Linked DNA regions of Mus musculus: all the other regions are linked to region 4. A link is a contact called in public promoter capture Hi-C data. All regions are on one chromosome and are shown on one strand. The core of a region is the stretch at or near the end of the contact, and the rest is flanking DNA. Distances in the headings are between cores, read along the strand shown.

Region 1 (3,098 bases), core at 144-2,643, 140 kb before region 4:
AAAATAGCCCGTTTACCTTTGCCCACAGAAACCAAAGTCCTGCCTTGGGCGTTCACTCCACCCGGATTCACCCTACTGGGCCTGGGTGGCCAGCCATGATGTGGGGCGTCACCTATAGCCACAGCCTTCTATAGATCTCCAGTCTTCATTTTGTGGAGTTGGGATAGAGGGGGTGTCGAGAAATCCCGCTTTCATTGCCTCCCTCTCCCCCAAACACAGCTAGCATGGATCTTCTTGCTTCTCTGCCCTCACACCACCAACCTCTTAGTCAGCAACTATGGCTCCCAAACCTTTCTTCTCCAATCTAGGAAAAACTTGGGAATACTAGGTTCTTTTGGATACCTCCCACCCTCCCACCCTTCTACCCTCCTACCCGACTTCAGAACCTGGCTAGGCTGCTCTCTTCCTGAAGAAGAGGGCTGATCCAGATCTGCAAAGAGGAAAAGCTTAGGAGGTCAGCAGATAAGGGGTAGGGGCTGCTTCTTTATAGCATTATGGAATTAGCCCGTTAGTGGGCTCCCACATGGAAGTGCTGTGAGCTTCCTGTGAGCGGATGCACAGACATCTCCCAAGTCTCCTCTGGTCACGTAAGCTTATGGGCCCACCTCTGGGTGACAAGGACTTCCTTCAAGAACCTTGGGAAGGGATGCCACCATTTGTGCCCCCACTTTCTACCTATTTCCCACATTCTGCTCCTCAACCCCTTATGAGACAGCTAACATCATTCTTCCCCATTTCACAGGTGACAGTGATGGAGACAGCTAAGCAGCTCCTTCAAGGTCACGCGCTTAAGGAGCAGAACCAGAACCAAGTTTGTGCTCGGAGCAAAACACAGCAGCAGGTTCCCTCCCCACACACGTCCTTTTATTCAATTGGACTGGTTCACCATATCCTAGGATGAGCCATCCTTCCGGATCCCACGTAAAGAGTTCTGTCCTGGGTCGAGGAGAAAAACAGAACCAATCACGATCCTAACTCATGCCCAAATATCCACAGCTGGAACTCCCCAACTACATCCCCCGCTCCACCAGGACTTGAGTGTTTGACATTTTTTCTTAAACACCCCCATCCCCTTTTGAGACCGAATCAAAAGCGAAAGCTGATTCACACCCAAGCTAAGAAGTGTACGAATGTTTATTTCCTTTATTTTTGGAAAGAAAATCCGGTAGACTCCGCCGCTTTCAGCGGACCGGTTTTCCGGTGCTTTGGATCCTGCGTTCTTCAAGGATCCCCTCTGATAAGGCCCCAACTCGGCCGCGCCTACACAGCGGTAGGGTACCCCCCCTCGCTGGGCCCCGTGGCTCCGCCCCCGTCCTCCAGGCCCCGCCTTCTATCGCGTGAGGCCCCGCCCCGGCCCGCTGACTCTAGGGCGAGCGCGCGGCGGCGCTGGGCATTGTGGCCGGCGGCAGGGCGGGCGAGGGCGCGGAGCCGCGGGGAGCGGCAGGGCGCAGAGGGAAGCACACACCCCACTCGGACAGACTTCGCGGCGCGGCCGCTACGAGCGCCGCTGAGCGCACTCCACTGGGATCGCACAACTTCGGAGCAGGGCGCGGACGGCGCTCGCAGCGGGAGAGCGCGGAAAGGGCGCACCAGAGCCGGGATCCCCAGCGGCGTCCGACTCCCGGAGCGCTCCTAGTCGCCGGGCGGCCTCCCGGCGCTGCGCGGTTGCCTCTGCGCCTACGGAGGGCACGGGCTGGCGCTGCCGGGCGCCTGCGAGAACGGCGAGGCGGCGGCGAAGGCGAAGGCGGCGAGGCTGGGGACCGGGAAAGAACCCCGAGGGAGAGGCGCCCGGGCCGGGGGACAGGAGCATGAGGGCCCGGAGCGGGGTGCGGAGCGCGCTGCTGCTGGCGCTGCTGCTTTGCTGGGATCCGACACCGAGCCTAGCAGGTAGGTGCGAGAGGGAGTGGAACACAGGGATGCGGTCCTGGCGCGTCTCAGCGTCCAACTGCAAGTTCGGGTGGTTCTTGGCGGAGTCACTGCGCTCCGAGAACGCCGTGGACGCGTCCAAGTTAAAAGGCAGCTTCGGTGCTCGGGAGAGGGGGCGACGCGTGGCCACCTGGGGTGCCACGTAAGCTCGAAGCTCCCTGCTCCTGCCTCCAAGGGATAGTTGCTTCCCGTGGAATGGGGTCTGATTCACTTCCAAGTGACCCCTGACTATCACGGAAAAACTGTCACTGCCAGGGCCAGGTGTGTGTTCTCTGCGGTTCGCCTGCAACTTAGGTCTGAGTACAGGCTCCCGCGGGCTGCACGCGCAGCATTCTGAGGGTCGCGGACAGAGAGCAGGATACTGCGGAACCCTGGAAGCGCTTCTTCTCGGCCTTTGGGGAGCCGAGGCCCGAAGGCTTTAAGCTACTGAAGGGGGAGGGGCCGACTCCTGTACACCGTGATCTCCGGAGGTGCGGCGCGGGCGGGTATGAAAAGGTTTCGTGGTTGGTGGATTGTTTGGGGGTGAGTGTTGGCAGAGAGTGGAGGGGCGTAATGTATCTCCTTTCGACTTTGCCTATTTTCAATAGGTTATTGGTATTCTCAGTGTCCAGGTGAGCTCGCCTCTGCACTGCACCTGGACCCAGTAAAGATGCTCTTAAGAGGGTTTGGTGGACTCCTAAGTTTATAAAGTCCCCGATTCTCCTCTCATCGCGAAGATGGAAGTGTCTTGCTGGCTCTGTAGTAGCTCGGCTGGGCGTTGCAAAGTGGGCTGCGTCTTCCTTGGAAGGAAAAGTAGACACTCGCACCAACCTCTCTGGTACCCAAGCAGGTGAACTGCCGTTAGGGTGAATCGACTCCCGAAGCTGGTGCGGGGGCTGGAGGGCCACCCTAGACAAAGACCTCCCTGAGCAAAGGCTAAGAATGGGAAAAGGAAACTAGCAGAAAGTATTGAGTTGACACACACCCCACCACCCTCAGTGATGATGGCATCCTCTCTCTCTCCTCCCCACCTCTCTTTCTTCAAGAGCTAAAGGTCCCTCCTCTGTAACGAACGTTTCCCACGGCCGGAGCTTGCTTTTAACACATCCCCCCACTTTTTATTTCTCCCCAAGCTTTGTGCTGTAAAGTTACAACACTCAATCATTTGATCCGAGTTAATTATGATTTGGGCA
Region 2 (3,487 bases), core at 562-3,061, 240 kb before region 4:
CCCTCCCAACATCATGGTGTGACAGGGTGTCAGACTCTATCGCTGGCACTACAGTGCTCCTCCCAGTCGGCCTTGGTACAGTTATCCCATACCCTCACTCTGTAGCCCCCAGGCTGACCTTGAACTCCACGCAATGCTCCTGCCTCAGCTTCCCCAAGCGCTGGGATTGGAGACATACACCACCACGCCCAGCTAGACATCTCTCTCTTTATCTGCACACAGAGAAAGTTCAGGCCAAAGAATTTGACATGTCTTCAAAATGTCGATGAACCACTTGGGAAATACGAAACTGACTTAACGATTTTCCCCAGGTCTTACTCAATTATGAATTTAATATTCTTGACATTTTCCTTTACTTCTAAGCAGCCTCAGAGACTCTTGAGCCTGGAGAGAGGGTATCAGAAGCATGGGTGTTGTCATAAAGGTGCGTAAAAGGCACAGCACCTTTTCCTTGGCAGTGTCCCCGTTTTTGAACTGGAGAGGGTGAACATAGGTGAAGGCCAGAAGTCATGGCAATTTCTTGTGACTCTGGCTGTGTGGGGACTGTGGTCACAGGGTCCAGGCTGCTCTGTCGCTGATGCCTTGTGACTATGGGTGGATGGCACATCTCTAAAGGCCTCAGTTGCTTCATCTGTAGAATGGGGTGCCAGATCCTTTGTGAGGAGGCTCCCTAAAACTCGGTGAGCGTTAGTCACGGGGAAGGCTAATTCTGTCAGAATCACCTAGGAAATAAATGATTAATCCTGAGATTCACCCGACAAAAACCAATTCCACCATTTTGGGGCAATTTTTTATTAAATTAGTCCAAATCTTTATTAAATATTAAATACTGACTAAGAGAAGGACTTTGGTCAAAACTACTCTCTGGAATTTCCCAGCTGAATCGTCCTGAGACACGTGGTGGTGGCAGCGGCGGCCACAAACCTACGTGTGGTGGTGGTTACAAAGACAAACTTATAGGCCTCCGTACTTTCCCATGAGGCTTTTGTTATCAAGAACTACAACTCCCAGCATTCCAGGAGGTTACCTGCTCCTTGGGCAGGTGGGGCTTACAGGTTTGTTCTAGGTATTACATACCCTACTGGCATGTGTTTGAGGGGTTTCCAGATGGGGTTCGTTGCAGTTGGAGGATCTACCCTAGACATGAGTAACACTAATACTTGGATGGCGTCGTGAATGAGAAGAGGAAGCGGTCTGGATAGCAGCAAGCATGTCTCTCAGCTTCCTGATTGTGACCAACCACGCCACCCTTCAGCCACCTTGCCTTTCCTGCTGTGACAGCCTGTCCTCTGCAGCAGTGGGCCAAGATAATGCCTTGCCTCCTGGAACTGCTTGTGCCAGGCATTTTAACACAGCAACAAGACAAGGAACTACTGTACTTGCTACCATCCGCAACAGCAAGACCAGAGCCCCACTGTGAGCCAGCCAGAACGCTGCTGGGGTCATATTGAATTACATCACAGACTGTTGCCAACCAGACCTGGTTCCGAAGGGGATGTGTGTATGTAGCACAAACATTGAGGGTAGGCTGGGGTTGTAGACCTTCTAAAATAGTGGTTCTCAACCTCCCTAATGGTTCCACCATTAGGGTTCCACTGTACTACAGTTCCTCATCCAATGCTGAGCCCCCACCCCCAACCATTAAATTATTTTCATTGCTACTTCATAACTGTACTTTTGCTACTTTTATGAATCTCGATGTGGATATTTTTGGAGATAGAGGTTTGCCAAGCAGTCACGACCTGCTGGTTGAGAACCACTGTTCTAGAATGTTCCATGTCTTATGGAAGTTCTGAGGCCTTCCAGCATCACCACAGGCTACGGAGCAACACAGAGGGCAGAAGTCCTGTTGAAGCCCAACACCACAAAACACCAGACAGATTCCTGGTGGCACTCTCTAGCAACTGTCCCTAAGCCTTCCAGAGAGATCTCAGACCTGGATTCTTGCCCTGGCAGTGTGACCCTGAGAGACCCACATACCTTCTCTTCTTGGCCTGTTTCCATGCACTAAAGGTAGAATGCAGATACTGGGCTTTACTCCTGTCCTGGGTTCATGGAGGGTTGGAGGGAGATGGTCCCTGGGAATTGTGAAGGAAACACAACACTGGCCCTGCATCGAGCACCAGAGAAAAAGCCAGAGTGAGCAGAGCAGCCCCTCTGCAGCCTGGGCTGCCAAGCCTGCGTGTACAGTCTCCCCTCCCTGGCCTTTGCTTTCCTTGCTGAGGAACAACGGGAGACTGGAATGCTTACTACAGTGCCTAAGACAGGGCAGCCTCTGTCAGAGCCACACACATCGATGGCCACTCTGGGTATTAGCCAAGAACACCCAGAGCAAGCTTGAGGCTTCAAGAGCAGCTGGTTGACGAACTATACTGTCCACGACACACACACATTTCCTTTGGAACCAGCCCCGGTTGGCATGGCCTGTGACCTGCTAACTCAACACCTAGATCCCAGTTGCCCAGTTCTGGCCCAGTCCAAACTCTTAGAGACATCGGAAAATTATCCGTCCAGGCCCCCATGTGTTGGGCTAGAGAATAGGGCCTGGGAAGGGGGCAGGACTGGGGGAGTGACAGGCCAACCTCCTCTGGTCTCCCTGGAGATGTCACAGGCTTAGCAGGGGCTGCTTGACACATGTCGGATAAAATAAGGGAAAATAAATAACAATGTTTATAAGAAGATTAGCAGGAAGGCAGGAAAATTTCTCTGGGGAGCCCTTGGCTGCATCTGGAAGTGACAGCCCCATCACCTTATCAGAGTCATAATGAGGTGCCAGGATTTGGGGTCATTAAAAATCCTCTCTGGCTGGGCTGCTCTCTCTCCATCGCCTTTGATGGAGGCCTGGTGGCTGCTTGGTCCCTTCCCCCACCGCCTTTCCACTCCCTTGGCTGTCCCCGGCTTGCCTGGGTGCGGAGGTGAGATGTTGATGTCCAGCTCAGCAGAAGTAATGCGGCAGGACATCCCAATTTGTGCCTGGGTCCCCGCAGGCACAGAGCCCTTCTCCCGGGGTGGATTAGCTCTGTTTTATCTGGGCTCCTTCAGAGAGGAGGTGGGGGGTAGGGGAATCTGCAGGTGCTTGTGTATGACTCCAGGCTGCACCATCCAGAGGGGCGGGCTGGCCCCGGCAGCACAGGCAGGACCATGCTTGGAAATGGAAGTCTGGAAGGGATGCTGAGCAGAGACAAGTGTGGGGATGGAGCCAGGCTTGGACCTAAGCTGCACATTCACAGGCTTTGCACTGAAGAAGGGTTTGTGGGTCTGTGATTGATCCGGTGGAGGGAGATGAACAGGAATCATTGAAGGCCGTGAGGGCCAATCGCCAGGGCAGGCACTGGGTGACCTGAGAAATCAGGCCAGCAAGAGGGGACAGATTTAAACGCCAAGGTCCACAAGTGGCTGTCACACACATCCCTCCCTCCCGACTAGACACCCTGAGCCCTCTCCATCCCCACTGCTATTATGAAGAAAGCACTCTGCTCCCCTTGTC
Region 3 (3,004 bases), core at 103-2,602, 230 kb after region 4:
GGACACTCATTCCTGGAGTCCTTGCTGGGAGCAGAATTCTGTTTGTATTGGACATTCTTGTAGATGAGCAGTTCTCAGCCTGCCTAATGCTGCCACCCTTTAATACAGTTCCTAGCATTGTGGTGCCCCCCCCCACCTTGAAATTACTCTGTTGCTACTTTCTAACTACTTTTGCTAATATTATAAATCCTAGTGTAAACATCTGATATGAAGGATCTCTGATCTATGACCCCTGTGAAGGGGTCATTTGACCTCCAAGGGGGTCTTGACCCACAGGTTGAGAACCAGTGCTGTAGCTGGCGGACCAGCTTGGAATACTGTAGGGCTGAGATTGAAGCATGAGCCGAAGAGTCTATCAGTCTCTGGCGAACATGAGTTAAGCCCTTCAGGCTAACTGTTCCCAGAACATCAACAGTCCTGAGCTTGCTACAGACCGACCTAACCTCATCTCTAGTTCTGTTCCCTCTCCTCCCTGCCTTTCTTGGGGCTGCTGATGGTGTCTGCACGTGGCTGTCCAATATGGCCAGCTGCTGCCTTCACGCTTCCCCATCCCAGCCCCACCACCCCGACGCCAGGACTGTGGAACCATGAAGCTGTGGGGCTCTTAGACATGGTGCTAAGCCATGGACCTCAGTCTCAGACCTTTGCTGAGGGCGGCTCTGTCCCTGTCCCTCTAAGCTTGCGTTCATGTCCTCCCTAAATTTATCTGCATAATGGGCATGACCGACACCCAAAGCTGTGGAAACAGAGGTTACAAATGCAGCCACGGGTGTCTCCCACAACTGTCAACTCTCTGTCACCCCAAGGTGCTGCCCAGCTCTGGGCAGGTGGCAGGTTCCCTGACCACAGCCCGACCTCCATCCTTACATTCTAGCCCCACCCATAGCCTTCTGGCCTTCTGGCCATCTTGGCCATGCCCCCTCTAGATCTAAGTCCCCACTTCCCTTTGTGCAGCTCAGAAGGGGCCACCATTACAGCTGCCTGCTCAGAGACCGTAAAATTCCTTCTCCCTGACCTTTTCCACGGTGTTATTAAAATGTTTCATGGGCAGTTGTGTCAGGAAAAAATTATAAAGAAAAAGGAAGATGTTTTAATTTGCACCACAGGCTGAGCAGAGACTGCAGCCAGGGGCTTGCCCAGCCCCCCACCCTGCCACCTGTGCAGGGGAAGCCATGGCATGACAGTAGCCAGGGAAGCTAGCTGTCGCCACCGGTCTGGGGATCCTATATGGACCTATGGAGCCGGGTCTCTTATTTCTCTGCTGGCTGGGATTTTGGAGCCCAGGGCTCTCCAAGGACCCTGAGGTCAGAGTATGACCTTGAGCCCAGTTCTGGATGCTTGCTTGGGTCATCACTCAGGAATGTCCCTTCCCCCGTGCTAACCCCCCCCCCCCAGCACATCACCTGTGAAACAATGAAGGTATGTTGCATGTGCTTGGCTGGAGCTGCCGCCAGACCTAGTGCCTGGAGCACTTGTGCTGGGGACAGGGGGTGATGGGGATGCCTGGGACAGCCTCTGAGGACCAAGTCCTGTGTCCTTTGGTCTCTTACTGCCTCAGTAGCAGTCCTCCTGCCCCGGCCACATAACTGCAGCCTCACTGTAACCAACACATAATATGGCCATTGATTCCTACCTGCTAAGTCCGTCATTGTCCTTTTCCAGATGAGGAAACTAAGGTGGGGGTGGGTGGGGAAGTGGCTTGCTCAGAGCCCCAGACCTACTAAGTGGCCTCAGATCTTGAACAAAGACCCACAGAGGGACTGTGCTGGACCTCTGATCCCTTTCAGTCACATTCAGAGCCGAGGACAGAGAGGAGCCAAGGAGGACACTGCAGATCCCTGAGAACAGTCTATAGGCTCACCCCAGGCAGACCCTCAGTACCATCAGGTACCATCAGGAGAATTTCTACCTGTGGAGCCAGAGCAGAGACAGTTGGGAAGGCATGGGACTGTGTCCAGGGAAACAGGAATCTCAGAGTGGCTGAAACCGTCTGTATAAGGAAATCTCCTGGGATGGTAGGAGACTCCTGGGATGGGGGATGGCAGGGTCTCAGAAGGGCCTGGTAGGGTTTGTGGGAAAGAAGAGGTTTAGGGTGAATGTAGCCACTCATTCATTCTACAGATCTCTGTTGACCGCTGGCTACATGCTAGGCACATGGCCCTGTGGTCAGTGTATGGGGTGTTGGGAGTTCACCCTGCCCTGGAAGAACCTGCACTGGGAAACGAGTGTTTGTGTTCAGTATTACTCTCTGTGACGGAGACCAGATCAGCATTAGAAATGGATGCTGGGCACCTGACCTTCATTAGGGTCAAGAAATTCTTCTCTGAGAAAGTGACACTAAAGTAGACATTAGCAGATAACTGAGGAAAGGGGAGGACATCCCGGAGAGGGAGAATGGCATGTGCAAAGGGCCTGTGGTGAGGGGAGTGGTATGCAGGGGGCTGGAGTCCTGTTTCTTCGAGGCCAGAGCCCTCAAATGTCTCTCTTCTTGCAAATTGACATTTACTCCAGGATGCCCACTGGACTGATGTTCAGGTAGTGTGGTCACATAGCTTTCATGCCCTTGCAGGTTCCCTGTGGGAGGCGTTTGACTGACTAGGAGAGTCATTATAACCCTGTGCAGAGCAGAGTACCACCTCCCAGCTATGGGAAGACAGGCCTCAAGGAGGCAAAGGCAGGCTCCTATCCCACTCCTTCTTCCAGTACACCCAGATGAGTTTACTGTGATCTTTGTCCCTAAGTCACCCAGGAGGACCTAGACTTTCTGGTCACAGGCCACTTTCTCTGGGACTCTGCTGCCTTTCCTACACTGTGAGAATGAGGTGCCATCTTGGCCACCAGGGTGGTGCCAGAGTGTGAATGGTACAAAGTGGACACATAGCGTCTTCTATTATGGTTGGGTTATCTGCTACCCTGAGAGCCTTAGGTCTACCATGGCAGACTTGGTAGTGATAAGCCATGAGACCTCAACTTCTTCCTCTGAGTCCTGGGGATGTTTCCTGCT
Region 4 (3,510 bases), core at 788-3,287:
TCCCCAGTGTTGGAAAGGAGGAGAGACATCCATTGCCTCCCTCCCGATAGTCTCGGCAGCTAGCCCTGCCTTCCTGTCCCCGGTGCACCAGTAAGGACAGATATTAGGTACAAGAGGACACTTAGTCTAGATGGGGAGGTATTGATTTCTGTTTGTTTTTTTGAATAGGATCTTATGTAGCCCAGGCTGGCTTCAAACTCACTACTTAGCCAAGGCTATCCTTGATCTGGTGACACTTCTGCCTTCACTCTCCAGGCATTACAGGTGCGTGACAGCATTTCAGGTTTATGCGGTGCTGAGGATAGACCCTGGGGCTTTGTATGTGCTATGCAAGCGCTGCACCCCCAGGCCACCATTGATGGAGGACATTTGGGAGCTTTTTCTTACATCCAAGGAAGAGACCATGGGTCACACCCACATTTCACAAATGATGAAACTGACCCTCACGCAGAGAAACACAACACCTATAAAGCCCGAAGCCGGGGCTGTCCCCATGCTGGTTTGCATGTCTCTGTCAGGGAGGAGAGGGGAACCCCTGCCTCAGCTGACCCTCTAATGCTCCGGGGAGTTTGCAGTTGCTGCTTCCTCTCTCTGGGCCTGGGGTGAGCTGGGGCGCAGGGCACCTGTTTCTAGTTCCCCAGAAGTTTAATTGGGGTGGTTATCATCATCTTCTGTGGTTGTAGACTGCAGATCTGAGGAGATCTGCGCTTACTGTGTCCACAAGGCATCAGTATGAGGTGAGAGGAGAGGGTAGGAGGGGTAGGAGCCCTCCCCTAGACACTTCGTGGGCCTCAGTGAGAGTACTGTCCTACCCACCAGGGCTCTTGGCTGGTACGGAGTCCACAGCCAGAGTATGGGCTGTAGGGATTATCTGGAACATTCACAGGGCACTCCCAGGAGCCAAGCTCTTCTTTGGTTGATGGAAGAGAGTAAATAACTGGGTCATCAACCCATTTTCCAGATGAGCAACCGAGGCACACAGAGGTTAATTAACCTTAATTGTTATGGTTTCAGTTTAAAGCCAGACTTATCTGTCCTCTCTTCTACCCAGTATAACCAGAGGAGGAGTTGAGGCTCAGATAAAGGCAGCAACTTGCCCAGCGTCACACAGCTGAGCCACCTCAGTTCCTAAGCCTTAGGTGATTTTCAGTTCATATTTAGAGACAGGGCTAGGGACACAGGCCCAGTGAGTCTGGAATCAGGCAACCTGGTGGTTTGGGAAGAGAGTGAGGGACAGGTGGCACTGGGGACACCAGCAGGGTGTGGTTTTGGTCCACATTTCTGTGGGGTTCTTGCCCGCTCTCCACCCAGCCTGGAGGGGGGTGCTGTGCTGAGATCCGCCTCTAGGTGGTGCTCTGCACTGCAGATCTGGACTCCCCTGGGGACTGGGAGCCTTTGTGCCCTGGGTAACCCTCATCAGGTGGCAGTATCTTCTAAGTTTCCCGGATGCCTCTGGACAGCAGCTTCCCCGCTTTCTTCCAAAGCTACTTGGCTTTGTCAGAAAAAGGGCTGGCGGGATCTGGGGAGATTCCTTAGGGTGATTTGGGATCACATGTTACTTCTTGGTTGGTCCTTGGCCATGGCCAGCTTATACAATTAAGTTTTTTTTTTCCCCCCAGAGTTGGGGATTGAGCCCAGAGCCTAACAGCAAGCTGCAACCTCGACCCTTTTTGTTGTTTTGAGGTGAGACTTGCTAAGGTGCCTGGGGTTACTTGATGGTCTTCTTGCCCCAGACTCTTGAGTGGCTGAGATTACAAGCCTGTAGCCCCAGGCTCTTGGTCCGCAGCCCTTTCCTCGCCTGCAGAGTGCGGGTGTTTTATTTCTAGAACATTAGGAGAGTTTGATGGGATGTCCTTGTCCAAGGCAGGTACCTCCAGCCAGGAGTGGTCAGGACGATCCCCATGGACAGTGGCGGGCTCTTATGGCATGTCTGCCTGGATGCTGGCTCTTCCTGTCTATGTTTCCTCATAATGGTGGTCCATGTGTCCTCACTCATCCATCACGCCCAGCCTCTCCTGCTCATCCTCATGGACCTCACACTGGCTCACAGAGGAGAGTTGGTGAGGGATGACTATGAGCCTCACTACCTAGCCTCAGACTCCTACCAACCACTTCCCAGTACCTGTAGTACATTTCCTCATGCCCCATAGTGCCTGAGATGCACCTGCCCGTGGTGCTTAGCCTCCTGGGGGCTGGTTGGGAGACATGCCGGAGCAGCTGTGGCCAGGTAAGTGGGGGACAGAAGAGGTGTGTGCACCCAACATTCTAAGTAAACCAGCTGGGAGCCTGTGAATGCCTTCCCTCGACCTCCGCCATCCCTCGCTTGCTTCTGTGTGTCTATAGGTTTATGGCTCCAAAATGAAGACACCCTAGGTCTTTATCCTTGGGAGCTGTCCCGTGACCACTGGACCCCCATGGGAGTAAAAAGCTAACATCTGGGGCTACAGAAGCCTCCACTTCATTTATCTTACCTACAGTCCAGTTAATAGCCACTGGGCCTCAATGATCTCATCAGCGAAATGGGGACAGTACTATAAGCCACAGCATCATAGAGCTGTGGAGAGCTTGAGTGAGCTTGTTGATGCAACCCTCTTAAACTTCTTTGAGAAGATTCTGAGAGTATGAGATGATTTGAGACCTCCCTAAGCAGGAAAGACACCGCCCCCCCCAACCTTCCACTCCATGATTCTTGATGATGAGGAGGCTTGGGTGAGTGTGTGACCTGCTTAGGGTCCTTCAGACAGATTGTGGCAGAGTCAGACTGAATTCTGTTCTCTGAGCCACATCTAGAGCTCCGTAGCACGCTTCCTGTTCTTTACAACCTGGCTAAAATGGAAGTGGCTCTTCTCTCAGGTGGTGTGATGCAGTATGGCCCAGAGGAGGCCCAGATGTCTGCTCCAGGGTGTACTTTTTTGTTTCTGTTTTTGTTTGTGTTTTTGTGTTTTGTGTTTGCTGCACTGGGGGTTCAAACCCAGACCTTTCCATGCTCAATGATAAAGATTTATCTTTCTTTATCTTTATCAGCTCTTTTAAATTTTACTTTGAGACGACATCTTGATAAATTATCAAGGCTAGCCTTGAACTCATTGGCAGCCCAAGCTAACTTTTGGATCGTGATCCTCCTGCCTCAGCTTCTTAAATAGCTGGGATTACAGGTGTGTGCTACTATACTCAGCCCGCTCTTCTTTTATAAAGGGCAATTGGTTTCTGTGTGTAGTTAGCGGGAGACTCTGAGCCTACAAGAGCAGGCCTTGCCCAGTGTCCCTCAGTCCCCATGGGCTCTGCCTTCTCCCTGACCTGTTGTTCATTCTTTGGCCAGCTCCATACCTGAGACCAGGAAAGCCATATGGGACCTGGCAGATCGATGTTTTATCCTAGCTGTCCTCTACTAGAACACATGCAGATGTAACGAGGGGACAGGTTCACTGTGTGACAATAGAGACAAAGCTACAAAACAAAAGCAAGTTCTAGAATGATGTGTATAGTATGACTGTATGTATTAGCAGCCAT

What was found. Promoter capture Hi-C pulls out the DNA fragments that hold promoters and counts their contacts. Capture Hi-C pulls out chosen DNA fragments and counts their contacts.
Region 1: a promoter capture Hi-C map of adipose tissue shows a contact between it and region 4. The contact joins the promoter of Unc5b here to the promoter of Cdh23 in region 4. A contact is called at or near these places in 9 of 484 Hi-C or Micro-C datasets (all in embryonic stem cells), 3 of 115 datasets of contacts at active chromatin or transcription factors (all in embryonic stem cells) and 1 of 9 other capture datasets (adipose tissue).
Region 2: a promoter capture Hi-C map of stem cell-derived epiblast-like cells shows a contact between it and region 4, with 4 times the contacts expected there. The contact joins the promoter of Pldi here to the promoter of Cdh23 in region 4. A contact is called at or near these places in 3 of 39 promoter capture datasets (the 3T3-L1 cell line, liver and stem cell-derived epiblast-like cells).
Region 3: a contact with region 4 is called in a promoter capture Hi-C map of trophoblast stem cells, with 9 times the contacts expected there. The contact joins the enhancer-like site here to the promoter of Cdh23 in region 4. A contact is called at or near these places in 15 of 39 promoter capture datasets (the 3T3-L1 cell line, 3T3-L1-derived adipocytes, the C10 cell line and 10 more), 5 of 484 Hi-C or Micro-C datasets (B cells, bone marrow-derived macrophages, embryonic fibroblasts and 2 more), 14 of 115 datasets of contacts at active chromatin or transcription factors (bone marrow-derived macrophages, craniofacial prominence, embryonic basal ganglia and 7 more) and 4 of 9 other capture datasets (adipose tissue, liver, macrophages and 1 more).

The regions. Positions count from the first base shown.
Region 1 is chr10:60,829,876-60,832,973 of GRCm38.p6, reverse strand. Unc5b (unc-5 netrin receptor B) reads left to right here and starts at 1,393. Exons shown (of 17, transcript NM_029770.3): 1 at 1,393-1,887. The coding sequence starts at 1,809.
Region 2 is chr10:60,936,456-60,939,942 of GRCm38.p6, reverse strand. It overlaps Pldi (polymorphic derived intron containing), which reads left to right and starts at 1,811. Exons shown (of 3, transcript NR_033616.1): 1 at 1,811-2,013. It overlaps Gm26947 (a long non-coding RNA gene), which reads right to left. Exons shown (of 4, transcript XR_001779779.2): 3 at 1,981-3,487; 4 at 1-722.
Region 3 is chr10:60,461,014-60,464,017 of GRCm38.p6, reverse strand. The region is part of intron 15 of Cdh23 (cadherin 23 (otocadherin)); the gene reads left to right. Among named protein-coding and RNA genes, the nearest start is that of Gm17455, 63 kb to the right of the region's middle. Within about 2 kb of position 1,352, at least 2 of the 459 cell types and tissues checked have an H3K27ac peak or open chromatin away from gene starts, as enhancers often do. A contact at or near this core is called in trophoblast stem cells, where this site is marked.
Region 4 is chr10:60,695,017-60,698,526 of GRCm38.p6, reverse strand. It overlaps Cdh23 (cadherin 23 (otocadherin)), which reads left to right and starts at 2,037. Exons shown (of 71, transcript NM_023370.3): 1 at 2,037-2,227.